Regions from separate parts of the Ovis aries genome. Here region 1 is linked to region 2. The links are chromatin contacts, called in public Hi-C maps. All regions are on one chromosome and are shown on one strand. The core of a region is the stretch at or near the end of the contact, and the rest is flanking DNA. Distances in the headings are between cores, read along the strand shown. Region 1 holds the start of ANKRD6 (ankyrin repeat domain 6). Region 2 holds the start of LYRM2 (LYR motif containing 2).

What was found. Hi-C and Micro-C count contacts between places; a contact is called where the count stands out from the background.
Region 1: a contact with region 2 is called in a Hi-C map of tail adipose tissue, with 5 times the contacts expected there. The contact joins the promoter of ANKRD6 here to the promoter of LYRM2 in region 2. A contact is called at or near these places in 6 of 16 Hi-C or Micro-C datasets (hypothalamus, muscle, omental adipose tissue and 2 more).

Annotation. Positions count from the first base shown.
Region 1 is chr8:48,106,317-48,110,800 of ARS-UI_Ramb_v3.0, reverse strand. It overlaps ANKRD6 (ankyrin repeat domain 6), which reads left to right and starts at 1,753. Exons shown (of 15, transcript XM_012182777.4): 1 at 1,753-1,933. LOC121820174 (a long non-coding RNA gene) reads right to left here and starts at 1,589. Exons shown (of 4, transcript XR_006060618.2): 1 at 1,299-1,589; 2 at 1,060-1,179; 3 at 844-893; 4 at 1-552.
Region 2 is chr8:47,917,404-47,922,182 of ARS-UI_Ramb_v3.0, reverse strand. It overlaps LYRM2 (LYR motif containing 2), which reads right to left and starts at 2,849. Exons shown (of 3, transcript XM_004011274.6): 1 at 2,781-2,849; 2 at 2,163-2,303; 3 at 1-1,479. The coding sequence starts at 2,825. The coding sequence ends at 1,399. It overlaps LOC132660241 (a long non-coding RNA gene), which reads left to right and starts at 2,996. Exons shown (of 2, transcript XR_009601633.1): 1 at 2,996-3,027.

The sequences.
Region 1 (4,484 bases), core at 504-3,003, 190 kb before region 2:
TGTGAGGTTGGCTGTGATGGAACTGGACAGAGCGGCAGAACAAAGTTGCAGGCTGCTAGCCTTCCTCACACACAGGGAGCTTTAGGATTCTCCTTTCATGAGATGCCCAAAGACCGTGTGTCGACCTGGAAACAAGAAAGCATGATCTCCAAACAGCTCACCCACTGTCTGCTTTGGCTCTCATGAGGCCCCTCTGCCAAGGATTCCCATTAATTAAGTGAACTCCGGGAGTTGGTGATGGACAGGGAGGCCTGGCGTGCTGCGATTCATGGGGTCACAAAGATTTGGATCCGACTGAGTGACTGAACTGAACTGAAGGTCTGGGAAGAACTGCAGACCAGTCAGCTCCCAGGAGCATTCGAATGTCTTACAGACTGGCTTCTGTTCCTTTCAGCAGGATTAATGTGCGATTGCTCTGACTGCCCAGGAATGCAACTTCAAACTCCATCTCATCTCCACTCTGTGGTGATCTCATAAAAGCCTCCTGGAGGAATGGAGCACTCTGTATCTCTGGATGTTTATTCAATGGACTAGCTTGGAAAAGCCTTTAATCTGGAAAAGTGTAAGAAAGAAACAATCACACTAAAAGGTAATGGGTACTTTGACCTTGGGGGATCACCTAGCCCTCACTGGTGACCTACCTGGAGAGAAATTCAGAGCTGACTGGCAAGGAAAAGAATTGTATTCTTCTATTAGCTCGTAATGGGGAATGACAGGGATGGGGACAAATCTGAAGGAGGCCAAAGGACACTCAGAAGAGATTTCACATCCTGCCGAGTAATATTCTAGTTATGACTTTGGGATTGGGGAAGTTCGGAAGTTGGAAGAAAATCAGACACTTACTCTTCCCTGGTGTGCACAGTACTTTTTAGATTCATTCTGATTGATGTTCCCTGAAGGAGAGAAGGAGACACATATCTTAAGAAAACGTAGGAGATCACCACGTTTCTTTTTCCCAGGTCTATTTCAGAGGGAATACGAAAAAAATCCGGTTAAAATTAAGCTCGGGTAAGCCGGAATCTCTCCCTCTCCATCTCCCTGTGTTCAGAGAGTAGATACCTGTCACGCTTCTTCAAAAGGTTGAATGAGATCCTTCCTACTCATTCGTAGATTCATTCAACAAAAATTTATTGAGCGCTCGGTGTGTTCAGGGAACTCTTCTAGACACGGAAGAAGTAACTGAAAAATAGACAAAAACAGACCGAGTTAATAGTGTGTAAAGCATGGTTTGAATATAGGAGGCTGGACCATTCAGTGCTTCCTATTTCATTAAAAGATGCTTCCGACAAGCTACTAACCGACAAGTTGTTTGGAATAAAGGCTTCCTTTCTTCTCTTCAGCTTTCTAATGAATCTGGATCTTTCATCATTGTTGTCTCGCTTCCGTTGAGACATCTCAGCTAAGTGAACTACGAATACATTGAAATACACACTTGGCCACAGGTTGAAGGATAGTTTCTCCTCCCGAATCCCCTCTCCCTCCTAACAAACCTGGCAACCTAGGCTCGGAAAACCTCATCCAATTGCATGTTCTGGCTCCTCTCCCTCTTGATAAGGAGGCCTCTCGGCAGGCGCCGAAGGCGCGGCGGCGGGGCAGGGAGCTGGCTGCAGAGCGAGGCCGGCGGGAGGGCTGGGGGGCCCCACCTCGCCCCGGGCCGCCGCCGCGCCCGAACCGGCCGCTGCGGGGCGCTGCGGCCCCAGCCTCGGAGCGCGGGCGGGCGGGGCGGAGGGCCGAGCGGGCGGCGGGCGAGGCGACTCGGCCACAGGTAACCTGCGGAGCGGCGAGCGCAGCCTGGCGAGCGGCGGCAGGAGGCGGCGGCGCTGGGCGGCGCCGAGGCCCAGGGGCCGCCGGAGCCAGCGAGAACCCGTGCCCACCGAATCCCCTCGCCTCCCACCCTGTCGTCAGCATCGGACCCTGCGGCGCGGAGAGAAAGGTACTGTGTGACCTCGCCGGGTCCTTTCCAGACCTCTCTTTCTCCAAGGGCCGGAGCCCCCTCCTCCCGGGGTGTGTGTGTGAGGCTCTGATCCGGGGGGGACGATGTCGCGGGTGGGGGCTCCCCCAGATCGTTGACTGTTTAGGGGAGAGTCCCAGACCCAGCGCGATGCCGCCTTTCTTGCGGCCTCCGGGGAAGCAGTCGCCTGAGGTTGGGAGGGGGGGCGGTCCTCCCCCGGGCACCTCCCTTGTCGCTTTCCTTCATTTGCTTCCCTAGAATATAGAACTTGGGGGAGGGGGCAGAGAACTTCATTGCCTTTGTACGTCCCCTTCCTCTTGCTCCAGTGAGCTGAAAGAGTTTGTAGAAAGTGGTGGTGGTGGTCGGGGTGTGTGTGTGAGGGGAACAGGGGTCCCCAGGTATTCCGGACGCGGAGACCCGGCAGTCTTGGGGCGTAAGAGGAGGGTCTCCTCTGGTGGCCAGCGGCCCCCGCCGTCCCCGGGCCTGCGGTCGGCTTCGGAGTGACCGGACTTGGCTGGGACGTGCCTGCAGTCTGGTCCCTTCCCTCACCCCTTCGAGGACCGCAGAGGGGCGCAGGCGCCGGACCGTGGGGGCTATTCTGCCCGGAGGAGCTCCGTTCTGGCTGGAATTAAGCTCTGTAAAGAGTTAGCAAGTGGCATGTCCCAGAGGAAGCGAGCACGTTGTTTGGTCTGAATGGAGACATCAGTTCACAGACACTTGTCTTGGAAATTTCAGTGTGGTGCTTTCGGTAGATTTGAGGAGAGGGAGGGGAAGTGGCGTCTATTACTTGTTACCAGAGAGGGGCTTCAATTTCCTAAAGCGGGTCAAGCATGTTTTCCCTAAAGCGTGATGAGATGGTGTTAGTGGTGGTGGATGAAGTTCCCTTTGGGGTTATGAGACTGAGTCTTGATGAGTCTTGTTAGGTTGTGTGACTTTGGAAAATTCACTTTTTTAAGCCTCAGGTAAACTGGGTGTATTTGTACATAGCCTGGTAGTACTGTTGTAGAAGTTAAATGTAAGTGAAAAGCTTGGCATAGAGCTCTTGAACGTTGGGCATCCTTTCCGTGAGCCTGTGGATGAGGATAGTCATTTCACGTTTAGGTAACATCTACTAGGCCAATGTTAGTGGGAGGAACTTGGGCAATGAATACGAGCACACCCGGGTCCATGGTGGTCCCACAGTGTACTGATGGTCTCTGTGGGGAGGGGGTCCCATCCTTAAAATAGCAATAGCAACCGTGGTTCTCCTGGTGTCCTACCTGCTGACTACACCTGTTTATCTTCCATCATCCTTAGCAGCTGCTTAATATATTGTAAATGAAGAATTTTTAAAAAAATTAACCATTCTAATTAGAAGAGTTTTCTGCACTCTAGGTCATAAATGAGGGGAGAGAGGAAGAAGGGTGGAAAGGAATAAGAACCCAGGAAAACAACTGATGGCACATTGGGAGATATCAACCAAAGGTGATAACAAAATACCAATTTGTTAACTCCTGGTTCAGTGGTGGCACCAAAAATTAACCTTCGCTTCTCAGTCAGACCCATCAGCCTCTCCAGATAAGTACATAATCCAAGTAAAAGCAGACAGTTTGCTTAGAGACAACTCTGCTTAGAGACAAGGCACACATCCAGCTCCCAGGGCACGCATATGCTGAAATTCTGGGGCCGCCGCTGTGAACTATAGCGTGCATTCAGAAAGCGACAAATGGAGAAGTGCAAATTAAAAAATAAGACCAGAAGACACACCCAGGTAGCTGAAGAGCCAGAGCATCCTTAGAAACCTGCAGCCCCGAGCACTCCTCCCCATGGCATTCCACTTCTCTTTTATCTCCCAGAGGAACCACTAGTCTGGCTTTTGTGTTTATTTCCCCTTTGCTTTTCACACTTAATATCTGATATGAGAAACTCTGTGGAAGGCAAGTTTCTAAATAACCATTTTCACAGGAACCTGGAGCCTGTAGAACTTAAAAGCAGGATATTGAGAGTAAGATGCAAACCACAAAAAAGCTAAAAGTATCAAAGTGCTGGGGTGAGCAGTGTCTCTGTCACGCTTTGCCCCCGGTTTCGTTGGCAAGGCTCCGCGGGTGTGTTCTGTCTGTATGGGGGAGGCCCAGTCTCTTCAAACATAGCTTGGAGGCTATAATTTTGAAAGCTTTGCTTGAGTCTCTAAGAATTGGAAAAACAGTAATTTGCACGCATGTGTTTTAGAAGTCTTTAAAAAAAATACCAATTATCCAGAGGACATTGTATTGGGATTTGAAGGATTAAGCCAACTGAGAGTGACCTTTAAAAACGGTTTTAACCTAAATTCTTCTTTTTCTGGTTGTGATGTTTGTGTTCGGGACTTTTAAGTTATTTCTTTGGGTTGACTCACAGCTCTCCTCTGTGAATTGTACACATTCAGTCACTTCTTGGTTAATCACAAGATTCCTAAACTTGGTTCATGGTGCCCTTTGTATCTCAGTAATTTTTTCACAGTGCCCCTGGTTTTTGGTAGCTAGTAAGTAGTTAGGTTGAAATAACAAGTATTTAT
Region 2 (4,779 bases), core at 1,600-4,099:
TGGGATGCAGGTTACTGATACACCACCATAGGTTTACACAGCTTTATCATCCTTCAAAAGTTCTTCTTTCAGGTGGTGCTCAGATCCTTGGATTAACTTTTTAGATCTGTTCTGTAGATGAACTGCCAATCCCAGCCTCTTCGGTGAGCTTTCACTTTCACTGAATTAACTGTTAAACATTTGGTTTCTTTCAAGGGTCCTGAAGTCAACTTTATATCCAGTGTATTCTTCAGACTGTTTTTTCCTGTTACCGGGGCAGAATCTAATGCACTGAGGAGCTTGCTTAATGATTTACTTTCCACATGGTTGTTAAGGTAACTGTATTTGTTTCATCCAGAAACTGCCTCTTCTTTTTGGAAGGTTCATTGTTTCTCTTTCTCCTCTTTCCAACAAAGTTCTAGATTCCCTGTGGGGATCTCTTCAGAGAGTCCTCTGAGTATCAGATATGATACATCTGAACGACATGCCTCAACAAACCCTGAGGGATAACACAGACAGACTTTCCAAGGAAGCTCCAGACTGTCTCTGAGGTCAGTACACCTCCAGCCCTACAACTCAGTTTTTAAAAACAGCTTTACTGACTTACACACAAAATATCAGGGGGTGGGTGGGGAATGGCTTTATTGAGAGATAATTTGCATACATGTAAAATGTACAATTCAATAGATTTTAGTGTATTGAGTTGTGCATTCATGTAAATGGAATCAGACAATATGTAATCTTTTGTGACCGGCCTCTTAATAATGTTTTCAAGATTCATTCAGGTGCAGCATGTATTAGTACTTCATTCCTTTTTGTTTGCTAAATAATGTTTTATTGTATGGGTATACCACATTTGACTTAATCCTTATCAGTTGATAGGCATTTGGATTGTCCACTTTGTGGCTCTTATGAATAATGCTGTTTTACCCTTTGGGCAACTGGACAGTCTGTTTCCAAAGTGGCTACACAATTTTATAGTCCCACCAGCCATGTATAAGGGTTCCAATTTCTCCGTCCTCACAAACATTTGCAGTTACCTCCCTTTTTAATTACAGCCATCCTAGTAGATGTGAATAGCATCTCTTGGTGGTTTTGATTTGCATTTCCCTGATGATTGATTAATGGTGTTGAACATCTTTTTATGTGCTATCTGTTGTACTGATTTTTGCTTCTTACAAAATACTGCTGACACATCTAAAAACATTTCCAAAATACCAGGTGTTTTTCCGTGCTAAGACAATTGCTCTGATGCACTTTTCTTGGCTCTCTCTCTGATATGCTATGCTCCATGTTCTGATATTTTGCTCAAGGGTTCTACATATAAACAGTTTCACTTGGCTTTGGGCTGCCCATGATTGAGCCTAAGCTTAACTAAACACATGGAGACTTTAAAAACCTTTCAGAACAATGCTGTAGTTAAGATCTGGCTAAAACAAGTGTTTTTTCTAACTCTTTGAGCTGCATATTGCCTTGAGTAATCATCATCCGGATTGTATCCTGTAGAAGAAAGTGAAATCTGGTCAGTTTTAATTGGTAGAACAAGGTACAGCTCTACCATTTCATCTGTTAAAATTAAGAATTAACACTGAGAACTGGAACTGCTGTACTTTAGGAAAGCCCAGAAGTAACAATCAGGGGTGTACAATTGTCTGACATGCTTTCATATATCCCAAACATACTTCTCAAACCACCATGCTGTAATATTTATCATCTTTTTGTGTGTGCATGCAGATATTTGGTTTAACAGAAAAGTTGGGTGATGCCACTGTAGAGTATAGATAGAACACTGTAAAATTTAAAATACCAGTTAAGTGAAAAATCAGTGACACTGAGAGCAATGATCAAGATATATCATTTCAAGCTATATTCCAAGATAGCTACTGGATTTTTTAAAAAGCTCACTAATCAAGCATCCCAGGTGGCACTAGTGGTAAGAACCCACCTGCCAATGCAGGAGACCTAAGAGATGCGGGTTTGACCCCTGGGTTGGGAAGATTCCCTTGGAGGAGGGAGAGCATGGCAACCTACTCCAGTTTTCTTGCCTGCAGAATCCCGTGGACATAGGAGCCTGGCGGTATTTCAGTAGATATTCCAAGACAGTGTATAAACTTTAAAAAAAACACCTCACTAATCAGTACAAAAGGGCCAGGGTCTTCCCTCACTAGTGATCTTGGTCTCACCTCTTCCGTGGCACTTTTGTTTCTTTTGAATTCTTCTCTTGCCCAGTCCTTCAGGTATTTGCGATCAGAATCATTTGGAACTTGCCGAATTGCCTTCAGAATCCTTCTGTAGAGGAGGAGAACTTGTTGCCTTCTCATGAACTGTACAGGAGAGGAGAAATAGCAGTTACAGCTGCACAATCGTCAGTTCAGTGGGTTTTCTTTTTGGTCCTCAATTTTGAAAAGAGGAAAGAAAACCATTTTTTCCCCTAAGAAAACGGCAAGAAATTTACTTGGATTGTTTACTCATTTGTCAAATACAGGAACCCTTAAAGAGTACAAGCCACAGAGGAGTCTTTATAGTGTGTCACCAGGCAATGAAGTACCCGGGCTAGATATCCAGACCTCAGCCAGCCTCTCGCCTCCGCGACCGAAGAGCACCCCGCCCCGCAGCGCCTTCCGTCCTCCCAGGCGGGAAGCCCCGCCCCCCAGCCTGAGCCAATCAGAGTGCGGCGCGCATAGGGGCTTCCTCCCCAGTCGTCCCTCAGTCCCGCTCTATAGGATGGGTGGAGGAAGCGGTAGAGAATCGAGCTCAGACCCAGAAAAGCTGCCCTTCTGGCCCGCGAGAACAGCTGGTACCTGCTTGAGCGTTAGTGTCGCTGGGGGCAAGCGGGAAGTGGCCATGTCGTCCTGACAGCGCGGTTCGCTGAAGCCCCGGCGCGCAGGAGCGGAAGTGGGGGGGGTGACGGGGCGGGGCGAACTCGGTTTCCTGGGAGACGGCCTGCAGCGTGTGCGCCCCCTGTAGAACCTGGCAGTCTATTGGTCGGAACTAAAGCCCGAGGCAGTTTCGCTTTGTCTTAGTCTGTTTCCTTATCAGAGAAATGGGGTAAGAGTTCCTGCGTACTAGATTGTTGTGAGAATGAAATAGTGGTGAGGCATTTAGCACAGTTCTCAACACGTGTTTGTTCTATTAAATGGAAGTTAAGGGTTTTGATGGTGAAGGGAGAAAACTGTATTCCTTTTGAGATTTAGTGTATATAGCTAAAATTACTAAAATTGTAAATGTTAATTTCTCGAAGTTTGTGTTGTGCTCTGCTCATTTTTGTCGTGCTCTTTTCCTGGCGCTGTAGTCTTCATGATCGTCATTAGTTACAAGGTTTTAGGTGGTTGTCCCATTGCAGTTTTGAGAACTTTGTATCACTATGTTCAAATGAAGAAACGAATATCCCCTACACCCTAAGCTTTTATTTCCCTATGAAGTGAAGTCGCTGTCATGTCCGACTCTTTGCGACCCCATGGACTGTAGCCTACTACGCTCCTCCACCCATGGGATTTTCCAGGCAAGAGTACTGGAATGGGTTGCCATTTCCTTCTCCACAGGATCTTCCTGACCCAGGGATCGAACCCAGGTCTCCTGCACTGTAGGCAGACGCTTTACCGTCTGAGCCACCAGGGAAGTCCTTATTTCCCTATACTTGTTTTTATTCTCCCCTCAGTACACTCTGTAGGCTCTCGGCGTGTATTAACTGTAAGAGGTTAGTGAATCCCTCCTACTTCCGAATTAAAATATGGCCTTAAATGTTCAGTAGTTACCGGATCGTTCCCTGAGCATCTCCACTTGATTTGCTTGCTTGGAATCCTAACCCTAGTTGTGTACTTCAGTGTGTGTGTGCCCACCTGTTTTCTCACTTCTAAAGTGAAATGATAGCATCTGCCAGAGTTGTTACTGTAGTACTGTATGTAGTGCACTGAGAACAGAACCTAGCACGTGTAAGCACCCTAGTGGCTATTACCAGGCATTGTGTGAATAATGTTGATGCCATAACCCACCCTTTTTCAATCCCATGGGCTGTAGGCCACCAGGCTCCTCCATCGATGTCATTTCCCCGGCAAGAATACTGGGGTGGGTTGCCATTTGCTCCAGGGGATCTTGACCAGGGATCAAACCTGAGTCTCCTGCATGCCTGAAAACTTGTCTAATTAGCAATTCACTTTTTTCCCTTTTAACTATTAGTGAAATATCCCTTGTCACTTTCAGTTACACTTATTTTGTGGATTGTTATGACTTTGGTCCCTTTATGATGACCCAGACTTTTATTCTAATTTTATATGCAGTTTGCCATATTTAAAAAATTTTATATCCTTTTAAGTCTCTATACACTGTATTTTCTATTATTTTGATTCTTTTCATCTTCTCCCTTTAATTCTTAAAAAAATTTTCATTATTCATGTTTAAAATATTTATTCCACCTAGAATTTTGTTTTATAGCATATTGGGGATATAAGTTCTTTTCCAGGTGTAAACTATAGTTTCAGCACCATGTATTAACCATTCCTTTATCTTCCTGGGCTTTGTGATGGTCTTGGTAAATTCTTTTAGGGTCTGAATAACCCTTACAGCTATTTCATCCAGGTTTTTGTTGTGTCTTCATTAAGCAGTAATACTGTCTTATAGTATCTTGTAAGTATCTATTTGTCTATGACCTTTACAAATGTTTTGTCATTTTCCTTTAAATCATCTTAGAATGTTAATCTATAAAGTAACGTGAGAACAGACATTTTTATACTATTTCTTCTTTTCATCCAGAAACATCCCCTTATGCCAGACACTGGTAATGCTGTCCTGAGTCATATGCCT